3 separate regions of the Sus scrofa genome follow, and all the other regions are linked to region 3. The links are chromatin contacts, called in public Hi-C and HiChIP or PLAC-seq maps. All regions are on one chromosome and are shown on one strand. The core of a region is the stretch at or near the end of the contact, and the rest is flanking DNA. Distances in the headings are between cores, read along the strand shown.

Region 1 (3,404 bases), core at 114-2,613, 130 kb before region 3:
TCCAATCAGAGTAGGATTAATAACTCAGCACCTGTTTCTGCCTGAGTTGTGACACATTTTGCCTTTATTTAGAATGACTTATGTAGGCACCTGGTCCACCCACACGGGAACAGAAGGACGGCTGCTGGATATAGGGGCTCTCATTAATCATTTTCTACACTTAGCCTAGTCCAGCGCTGTCCTGAGTACAGCAGGGATTCTGTCCATCCGCTGAACCAACTGGCAGAGAGCTGGGAAAAGCAGGAGAGGAGGGCCAACCCAGCGACAGGGGAGAGAAACCAGCATCCACACAGTGGGAACATGGTTTTTGAACCGCAGTTTCTATCAGGAATCACAAAAATATTCATGCTGTTTGTGTAACTAAACAGCTTGTGAATGGTCTGCTCTTTCTACCTGGGTGATGCTTTGGGAATCCTTGGCTCTATTATAAAAGAATCCAGGGGAAAGTCACAGATAAACAGACTTTGAAACACAGTAAATATCTGCTTAGCTTGTTTTTCTGCACTGGCTGGAGTAGGCAGGGAGTGGGAGCATTTTAAAAAAACCACAAATTGCTTATTGTTTTCTCCAAAATAACAGATTGAGCAGAGAAAACCAGTATTGAAATCATTCATCAGGATCATTCACGTTCCCCGAAGTGACCACAGCTGTTGAAAAGCTGCTCCACAAAGTTCTAGTTTGGCCATGATGAGACAGCTGAAAACAACTACACAAGTTGGACAAGACCCACAATCACGATTCGAGAGCACTGGGGGGCACCCCACAGGCAGGATTCAAGAAGCCACAATTCTTGAGAGAAAAGAAAGAGATGAACTGAGCTCCAAGGTCATTCTGGAACTTTTCCAAAAGCACTTTCCAAGTCATCCTCAAAGAGGCAAATTTCAATAGAAAATTGGACTCTAGAGAACTATGTCTAGATACTCATGTTGCAACAGAAGAAAGGGTGGGGGAAAAACTGTAATTGTAATGTATACATGTAAGGATAACCTGACCCCCTTGCTGTACAGTGGGAAAAAAAAAAAAAAAAGAAAATTGGACTCTATCAACAGAAAGAAACCCCAGGCAGGAAAACTCCAAAGAAAACCACACCCAGCACGTCACAGATAAGACGCTGAAAATCAAAGGCAAAGAGGAAATTAGCCAGAGGAAAAAAAAAAGACTAACTTTCAAAGGAGTAACAACCGGACAGATGGCGACACCAACAGAAGCAGGGGTCTGACCTCAACACTCAACAGAATGGCTCTTCTTTCAGAGACAGGGAAAATCCTGCTTCCCCACAGTAACTCCGCTGACTCATCTGCTACCTAGAGGCTCGTAAACAGCCCCTAAACGCTCCAGGTTACTAAGCGAGCCTCAGGGTCGCTGTAAACAAAACACAAGGAGGCGACTGCACAGCCCCGAGGCCGACACGAGGCAGACGGACGGGCCAGTGACATCGGGTGGGACTGTATCGTGTGCGGACTTGGGCTCCTTTGGAGAACATAACCGCTGATGCCAGTGGGTGGATGGCAAGGCGGAGAGTGAGGGCAAAACCCAGGGCAGCCCCAGTGCAGCTGCAAAGGGAACAGGAAGGATTCCTGGCGAAAGGGGCTGTCACTTCTGCACGAGGAGCTGAGACAACCAGACGCTAAGGAACATCCTTGGAGTGAAGGGGCGAAGCTGTGAGACCAAGCAGACAGACAGCCGCCCTTCGTGGGCTCAGGCCCTCAACCCTCTCCAAGCCCGGACCGTCTTAGTCACGAAATGGGACTCACAGATAATGTTTCCGCACAGGGACTGCAGGGACACCTGGACTCACGGTGCCGATGCTGGGCACCAGGAGCCAGAAAGAATAAAGGCTTCACTTTTCCGCTTGAGACAGCCCGGGCCAGAAGCACAGAGGAGGATTTACCATTTTAACTTCACCCACACGGATTGCCGACACGTCCACCCTCCAGAGCCCCCAAGCACCACCTGCAGGGGCCCCACAAGTGCCGGCGGCACCTGCACGGCCCCGGGCTCGGCCACCGCCTCGCCGCCGCCATCGCAGGGCCTTCTGACCAGGCTTCCTCAGCACCCCGGGGCGTGGAGCTGCCTGCGGGGCCGTCTAGGACTCCACCTGGAAAATGCTCCACTTGGTCTTGGTTTCAAGGCCAAGCCCACGGCTACCACAGGGGGACCGGCGAGGGGCGAGGGGCCAGGGGCGGGCGAGCTGGGAGGCGGGAAGAACACATACGCTCCACCGCGTAAAAGCGCTGATCAACGACACCCTCCAGAGCACAGGAGAGCCGGCTCAATCGTCGGCGACAACCGCCGCGGGAAAAAGCAGGCATGGATTCTGGGTACGACTGATGGACTGTGTACTCCTGAAACGCACACGGCACTATAAGTCACCTCCACTCCAATAAAGCACAACAAATGCTTCACAGTTAGAGAGGGCACAGGGTGTTACCAATTAACCAGCGACCAGGACAGAAAAGGGGCTGGCACAATCTAGTTCTAGTTCTCAGGGAAAAACTCTCGGGGCTTGAGTACCAATGTGCTCCAACTGTTCCCAATTTAAAACTTTTTGTTTTAATAGGATTTTGAAACCAAATGTGATAATTACATAAGATAGAAAGCAAATTTTCACACAGAAATGATTTTTAATTTTTTTTTTTTTTTTTGTCTTTTTAGGGCCGCACCCACAGCATACGGGGGTTGCCAGGCTAAGGGTGGAACTGGAACTGTAGCTGCCAGCCTTCGCCAGAGCCACAGCAACGCGGGATCTGAGCTGCGTCTGCACCCTACATCACAGCTCAAGGCAACGCCAGATCCTTAACCCACTGAGCAAGGCCAGGGATCGAACCTGCGTCCTTGTGGACACTAGTCAGATTTGTTTCTGCCAAGCCACAGTGGGCGCTCAATCTTAACTGTGAGCCACTCACGACCTTGGATGGTGAAGCTTCAGAAGTTCTGGTTTTATATACATCTCACCAGGTGAGTTAAGACAGACTTTAAGAAGTAGAACAAAAAGGTACAGAGAGAAGACAGGATAAGAGCATTAAAGGATCAGTGAAGGGGGCCCAGGACCACCAGACTGAAGTTCTACAAGAAAGAAAACAGGAAGAAACAGCACAAGAAACACAGGCCATCGAATGCTGGGTTCCTGAGTGGAAGAGACCATAGCCAAGCGTGGTGTCCGGAATTCGGGAGCACCCCTGGCAGAAGAGAGCACCCCTCAGGCTGCAGGGGGCACAATCACATGCAAAAGATGGAGATTAAAACAGAAAACACTGGGAGTGCCTGCCTGGCTCAGCGGTTAACGAATCTGACTGGTATCCACAAGAATGTGAGTTCGATCCCTGGCCTTGCTCAGTGGGTTAAGGATCCGGCGTTGCCGTGAGCTGCGGTGTAGGTCGAAGACGTGGCTTGGATCCCAAGTT
Region 2 (3,450 bases), core at 267-2,766, 240 kb before region 3:
ACACCGTCTGCTGGTGCCCGGGTCTTGGGCTTCCCAGCCTCCAACGGTGAGAAATAAGCCTCTGTTGTTAAGGGTCCCCTGGTCTGTGGTGTTCTGTGAGCGTGGCCCGAGCGGACCAGGACAGCAGGTCACAGCTTCTCTAGGCATCAGCTTCCTGCTCTGCAAACTTGAGTTGTGGCCACGTGCCATTCAGGTTCATTTTTATTTGATGTTGGCTGAGCCCGAAGCATGAGGAAGTTCCTAGGCCGGGGATTGAACCTGCTCCATAGCAGTGACACCGCTGGATCCTTAACCCATGGAGCTACCAGGGAACTCTCCGTTTAGGTTCTGTATGCTTCCGATGACCAACTTGTTCTGTTTTGCCAGGAACCGTCTTAGTTTTCAGAGCGGAAAGTCCGACCTTGCAGGACCCCTGAGGGAGGCCATTAACAAGTATCACAAATGGGGCGGCTTAAAACAACAGAAAAGTGATCTCATTGTTGCAGAGGCCGGAAGTCCCAAATCCAGGGGTTGGCAGGCTTGGTCCCTCCCTGGAGGCTCAGAGGGGAATCTGTTCCATGTTCTCCAGCTGCTGGTGGTGGCTGGCAATCCTTGGCGTCCCATGGCACGGAGCTGCATCACACGTCTCTGCCTGTCTTCACAGGGCTCCTTCCTTATGCACATCTGAGTCCAAATTCCCTCTTTTTCTAAGGTCACTGGTCACTCCAGCCTGACCTCCATAATTCCACCTGCAAAGACCCTATTTCCAAATAGAGCCACCTTCGCAGGGGCTGGGGATCAGGACGACAACGCACTTTTTGGAGGACAGCTTTCACCCTGTAAGAGGCCCCCACGTCCCAGGCAAACCGGGGCAGTTGGTCACCCTACCCCCGCTGAGTCCTGTAGTGACGTAGCTCCCACTCATGATACTCAGGTACCATCACTTAAGTCAGTGGTTGCGAAAATGTGGTTCCTGAACTACCACCAGCCGCAGCCGCCCTGGAACTTGCCAGAAATCGAGACGTCTTTGCAGAATCAGAAACTCTGGGGGCGAGCACCCCACCCCACCCCCACCCCGGCTGTTCTCCCCAGCCCCCCAGGCTCTGGAGCTTGTCAGAGTTTTGAGAACCAGCGGCCGGCAGATGAGCCACCCCTGCAGGCATCGCGGGGGAGTCGGTGGCCAACTTGGAGCTGCTCCCACCATTTTACAACTTCACTCGATGCTCCAGTTACAGGCACAGAAAAAGTGGTGCCTCTGAATGATGTCTGCTGTGGGATAATAAAAATCCACACGTCAGAGCCGAGGAATGTAACCTTTCCAGCTGCACCAGCTGTCAACACCAGGCTGGCCCTCTGCTTAAGCCTTTTAGGGTAAAGTTCAGGACATGTCAACCTCATGGCCATACCACACACCAAAGCCAGAGATTACCGTGTGGCTGGACTTGGATTCTTTGCTGATCTGATAAAGATGGGAGCAGGGGAGGGATTACAAGAGAACACCAGGAGCCAGCAGCTCACGCAGAAGGCGGCTCTCCCTGTGGGAGCAGGGCTGTTTGGTTTTTGGAAGTAATAAAGCAAAGCTCTGCCCGGGCCTTTCTTGAGCAGCAGCAAGAACTGGGTGAAAGGGCTTGATGGCCAAGGTCATAGTACTTCCAGAAGCCTCTGCTCTTTGAGAAAATGTGTACCTTAAAAGGACAGGCCAGGAGTCCCCTGGTGGCTCAGTGCGATAAGGATCTGGTGCCATCCCTGCTGCAGTGCGAGTTTGTTGGGTGGGTTCAACCCCTAGCCTGAGACCTTGTGTATGCTGTGGGCGAGGATAAGAAACAGAAAGAAGGGATAAGCCAAGGCCATTTTCTAGGCTGTCATGGGACATGGGTGCTAGAGGGGACTTCGAGTGTGAGGTGTCCCCGAGGAAGGACCGAGGTCCCTGCTCAGTCCAAGGGGACAAGCTGTCTGCCCTGTGATGTGTACACGGCTTTGGAACCGGCTAGGGTTTTCACACTAGGGGCCATTACGACGATCCCTGGCCAAGGGAGTTTTCTAGATAAAGGAATCAAGACCAGAGGCTCTAAGGGAGGGGCCCGAGGACACACATTAGCTGCGGCCTTGGGATCACAACTGCTAGGTTCCGAGTCTTAGTCTGCTGTTCCACCTGGGCTTCCCCGTGGGTACTGGGGGTCAGACTCACGGCTGTGTTCACACGTGGTGTCCTGCAAACAATGGTGAACTAGGTGCTTGGGGCTCCCTCTGGAAACAGGTGCCTCCTCTGAAAACGGATGCTCTTGGCCCCTCCACATCTCCGCAGCCCTGACTTCAGAGCAGGCTTCCCTGGCCATCCTAGGAAGCTGTCAACGGTACGGAAAGGCAAGGATGGTAACACAGACATTCTACTCAACGTAAAGAGCTTTTTTTTGCTTCAGGTAAAACTTTCCCCCGTTGGGGAGGCGAAGGAGCAAACGGCGGGGCATCTTCTGAGACTGCCCCTGAGGGCATCCTGGTTTTCTGCTGGCACAGCCGTGGTGGCGGCCTCTGTTATCTGCACAACAGTCTCGGTGACCTGGGGTAATGAGGGCGCCCGGAGGCCTCCTGCCTGCGTGCCTCTCCCCCGGGAGCCGGAGCTATTTCTCAGGAGTCCAGACTTCTCCAGGGCTTGTTAAACCTTGTTTCCATTTAGACGAAGATCTAAAAGGCAGTGGCATCTTCTGGGTCCTTGGACTTCCTGTTAACCAGGAGTCTGGAGGCCGAGGCTGACGATGCTAACGGCCACCAGGTGGTACTGCGCCTTCCTTGTTATGAGCCGATGAGGGGGGACCCAAGGTTCGACAAAGGCCATCCCAGGGCAGCGTGTGGCTGGTGAGTGGTTTTAGCCCCGTGGCAGCGGACACAGGTCCGATTCCAAGGAAGCTGCCTAGAGGCCACCCCTCGGAAGGGCTCCGATTAGCATCCATTCAACAGCTACTGCACAGGCCCTGGAGGGTCACCGCTGTCTCCAGCCGGGGCTCAGAAGTGTCATAACCTGCAGAGCCTGGCAGTTCCCTGGAAAACCCCACCCACAAGGCTTATCTTTGTTTGCCCTGCCTTTCCCTGGCGGCGTTCGTCAAAAACAACCAGTGGTTGGGAGTTCCCGCTGTGGCGCAGCAGAAAGGAATCTGACTACGAATCATGAGGTTGCAAGTTCAAAACCTGGCCTCGCTCAGTGGGTTAAGGATCCGGTGTTGTTGTGAGCTGTGGTGTAGGTCACAGACATGGCTTGGATCCTGCATGGCTGTGGCTGGCAGCTATGGCTCCAATTGGACCCCTAGCCTGGGAACCTCCATATGCTGTGGGTGTGGCCCTAAAAAGCAAACAAACAAAAAAACAGTGATGATTTATTTGACAAACTAACAAAAAAGCTTTTTTCTAAAAAAAAGCAAAAACAAAAACAGAGCTGGAAAATGAGCTGCCTGGGGATTCGAGTTGGCACAATTCCTA
Region 3 (3,086 bases), core at 128-2,627:
GCTGACCTGGGATGCCTGTTCCCACAGCACAGGGAGAGGGGCTGAGCCAGGAGGAGTCTTATCCCATTAACCTGGTTCTACCCTGGGCTTCCCGGTGGAGTCCCGCAGGACCCGTCACCTGTCTTGCAGACACCCAGCCTCCGCTGGTCACCCCACCTGCCCAGTCCCCAGCACGTGCAGTAGAAGGCCCTGACTGCGGAGGGCCCAGTGGCCGCAGGGACAGGCCCACTGTCCCACCAGAAACCCAGGCAGGGTGGTCCGTGGAAGCCTCCGAGTGAGGGGCGCCCTCCTGGAAGTCCACCCCCACCCCTGGATTTCCAGTTTCCTGTAATATTTTTTGTGTGTCTTTTTGTCTTTCTTTAAGGCAGCGCCTGCAGCATATGGAGGTTCCCAGGCTAGGGGTCGAATCGGAGCTGTAGCCGCCGGCCTCTGCCACAGCCACAGCCATGCGGGATCTGAGCCGAGACTGCAACCAACATCACAGCTCACGGCAACGCCGGAGCCTCAACCCACTGAGTGAGGCCAGGGATTGAACCCACGACCTCACAGATCCCAGTCGGACTCGCCTCCACTGAACCACGATGGGAACTCCCAACCAGTTTCATAAAATATTAATAACGGCAGTAATGAAAAAGTTTTAGGGGCCTAAATCTCCCTTGTCACCGAAGCCTCTTTGAGAGCTGGGTTATGTGCAGCTGCAAAGACTCCCACTGAAACGGTTACGGGAGGCCGGGATGACACAGAAGCAGCTGGGGCCCCGGGGTAGACCTTCCCCACGTGCCAGCCCCGTGTCTGGACACAGCCTCAGTGGCGCCCGGGCCTCAGAGCTGCCGGGCTGAGGCGGGAGCTCTGGGCTGACAGAAGCGGCAGCCGAGCCAGGCCGGCTGGCAGGAGGGCACACCCCATGGACCAGGGCCTCGCGTTTATGAGCCCGTCCCAAAGCACTTTCCCCAGCCTTTCTCAACCCTGCGCTAAGGTGGGGGTGGTGGGGCAGCCCTGGCTATTCAGTTTACGAAATAAAAGAAACAGAGGTGCAGAGAAGCAGAATGATTTGCCCCGGGTCCTCCTGCAGCCAGTGGCAGGGCTGGGCTTCCGCGGCGGGTCCATCCGGCCCCCGTCCGGTGGCACTTAGGGCCCCAAGGCTGCCTCTTCTTGGCTGGGATATTGGAAAAGTAAATGAAGACGCGTCAACCGAAAACGCCCTGGGTAACCTTCGCAGGCCACGTGCTAGGACCTGAAAAGCCCGGAGCCCCCCTGAAAGGCGGCGAGCCGAACAAAACCCCATTATGTAAGAGGCGGCGGGGGGCTGGGGGGCCCTCTCGGCGCAGGGGGAGCCGCACACCCGCCCGCACAGATTTGCTGGTGCTCTCCTGCTGGTTGCAAAACACTGTGTCAGATTTCATGGAAAGTTCTAAAGGTCACCTCGGCACTTGACTCTGAGGGAGATCCTGTGTCACCTCCTGCTGCCTTCCTCTCCTCCTCCCCAGGCCTGTTGATGAGGCTGCGGCTCTGAGGGTGACACTCCCTGCCCTGACTCGGGCCCCCGCGCCCGCTGCGCCGCGTCAGCCCCGCACAGTCACCCTCACTCCTGCCTCCCGCCTCCACCGGGGCCTCGGGGCAGAGACGCTTGGAGTGACAAGAGGGTGACTTTTTGGGCAAACCACCTCAGCTTGAAGAGTTCCACTCATACCAGTGACATCGAAACCCACAGGGGCATCTGAATTTTAAAAATACAGAAAAGGTAAAACCCCATGGCAATCATTATTTTTAGCGTGCCAAAGTGCGGCTCCCAAAAAGTACGAAATGCCCCGCCATCCTTAAAATCTCACAGGGGCATCTTGGAAACCATGGAAACACTTGGGGGAGGCTTATTTGATCCCTTCTCAGGGGCCCCACTATCCCTGGGTCTCTACCCAGGCCAAGAGTTCTGAAGGCACCGACAAAACTTGCTCCTGACTCCAGCTTTCAGGATGGCCCCATGTGAACGTGGGACCCCAGGGCCCCAGAGCAATGGCTTTCAAATGCTAGATGCCAAAGGGTCTAGAAGCCAAGCGCCTGGCTTTTGTGTTTGCTTCTCCCTCTAAGTTATGTCTTGAGTGCAAAAGCCTTGGCAAGGATGCAGAGTCCGTGAGCTCGCAGGCTGGGCAGAAAGCCACCGCGAAGACCACCTGGGCCCCCCGTCTCCTGGGCAACCAGGCTCCATCTCCATCTTCTGGAATCTGGGGCTCCCGGGAGAACCTCAACTGCCTTTGGCACGTTTTCATTAGGAAACCACTGCTGGAGCATAGGAGGCCTGAGGTGGAATTTGCGTTTGAGCTGCTGCTTCTCATACAAGGTGATACCCAGAAAGGTTTGAAGGACTTGAGTCAGGTGTAGCCCCTTGAAACAAGGCAGGTTCATGCATCAGCATGAGACGTCCAGCCATTTCTTTTGTTTTTCCACATTTCTCCCATAAAAGAGGTCAGGATACAGCCTGAGCCCATTTCACTGGTGTTTTTAGGAAATTGCATGAAATAAAACAGCAAAAATACCCGATCAGCTGCGGAGTGTTTTATACCCGCTCAAAACAGCCCAGAACGAGCCCCCCATCCCCACCTGGCTCAGACTCCAAGGGCCTCAAAGGGCATCGCATGGACAGCCCAGTTTTGAAGCTGCCTCCCCTTGCCGGCCGCTGGCCCAGGCTCCCCCGGCTGCCCGGCTCTACATCGCGAGGGCACGGGGGCCCTTGGACGTGAACCAGGAGCAGCACCACGTGTCTGCAGTTCCTGCTCCAGATCTCAGCTAAGTCAGAACCCTGCTCCTCAGCCAAAACCCTCAAAGCCCAAGCACTGAATCTCTCGAAGGAGGAGTCACGGGACTTTCCTCCTAATCATTTGCTTTTTTCAACCACACGCACAAAGAACCCTGGCTCCTTAGCAGCAAGTGTGGACTGTTCAAGGCCAAACCCTGCTTCAGACCACAGGGCTGGTATCGGAGACACAAAGCAGGAAAAAGCAGGAGCAGGTGGTCCAAGGTCCGTAAGTCCCTGAGTCTCCAGCCTTCCCATCCAGCAATGGCTGGATACGTCCTGCTCATCACAGGCCCAT

Evidence for each region. A called contact is a pair of places that touch in the nucleus more often than the background predicts. HiChIP or PLAC-seq counts read pairs in DNA pulled down with a chosen protein or histone mark.
Region 1: a contact with region 3 is called in an H3K27ac HiChIP or PLAC-seq map of skeletal muscle, with 5 times the contacts expected there. The contact joins two enhancer-like sites. A contact is called at or near these places in 1 of 5 promoter capture datasets (liver), 15 of 47 Hi-C or Micro-C datasets (alveolar macrophages, brain, embryonic fibroblasts and 8 more) and 1 of 2 datasets of contacts at active chromatin or transcription factors (skeletal muscle).
Region 2: a Hi-C map of skeletal muscle shows a contact between it and region 3, with 4 times the contacts expected there. The contact joins two enhancer-like sites. A contact is called at or near these places in 5 of 47 Hi-C or Micro-C datasets (embryonic fibroblasts, heart right ventricle, retroperitoneal adipose tissue and 2 more) and 1 of 2 datasets of contacts at active chromatin or transcription factors (skeletal muscle).

Annotation. Positions count from the first base shown.
Region 1 is chr18:5,715,435-5,718,838 of Sscrofa11.1, reverse strand. The region is part of intron 6 of PRKAG2 (5'-AMP-activated protein kinase subunit gamma-2); the gene reads right to left. Among named protein-coding and RNA genes, the nearest start is that of RHEB, 62 kb to the left of the region's middle. Within about 2 kb of position 1,363, at least 22 of the 83 cell types and tissues checked have an H3K27ac peak or open chromatin away from gene starts, as enhancers often do. A contact at or near this core is called in fetal skeletal muscle and skeletal muscle, where this site is marked.
Region 2 is chr18:5,825,602-5,829,051 of Sscrofa11.1, reverse strand. No RefSeq gene overlaps it. Among named protein-coding and RNA genes, the nearest start is that of CRYGN, 13 kb to the left of the region's middle. Within about 2 kb of position 1,516, at least 35 of the 83 cell types and tissues checked have an H3K27ac peak or open chromatin away from gene starts, as enhancers often do. A contact at or near this core is called in skeletal muscle, where this site is marked.
Region 3 is chr18:5,585,157-5,588,242 of Sscrofa11.1, reverse strand. The region is part of intron 3 of PRKAG2 (5'-AMP-activated protein kinase subunit gamma-2); the gene reads right to left. Among named protein-coding and RNA genes, the nearest start is that of PRKAG2, 110 kb to the right of the region's middle. Within about 2 kb of position 1,377, at least 11 of the 83 cell types and tissues checked have an H3K27ac peak or open chromatin away from gene starts, as enhancers often do. A contact at or near this core is called in fetal skeletal muscle and skeletal muscle, where this site is marked.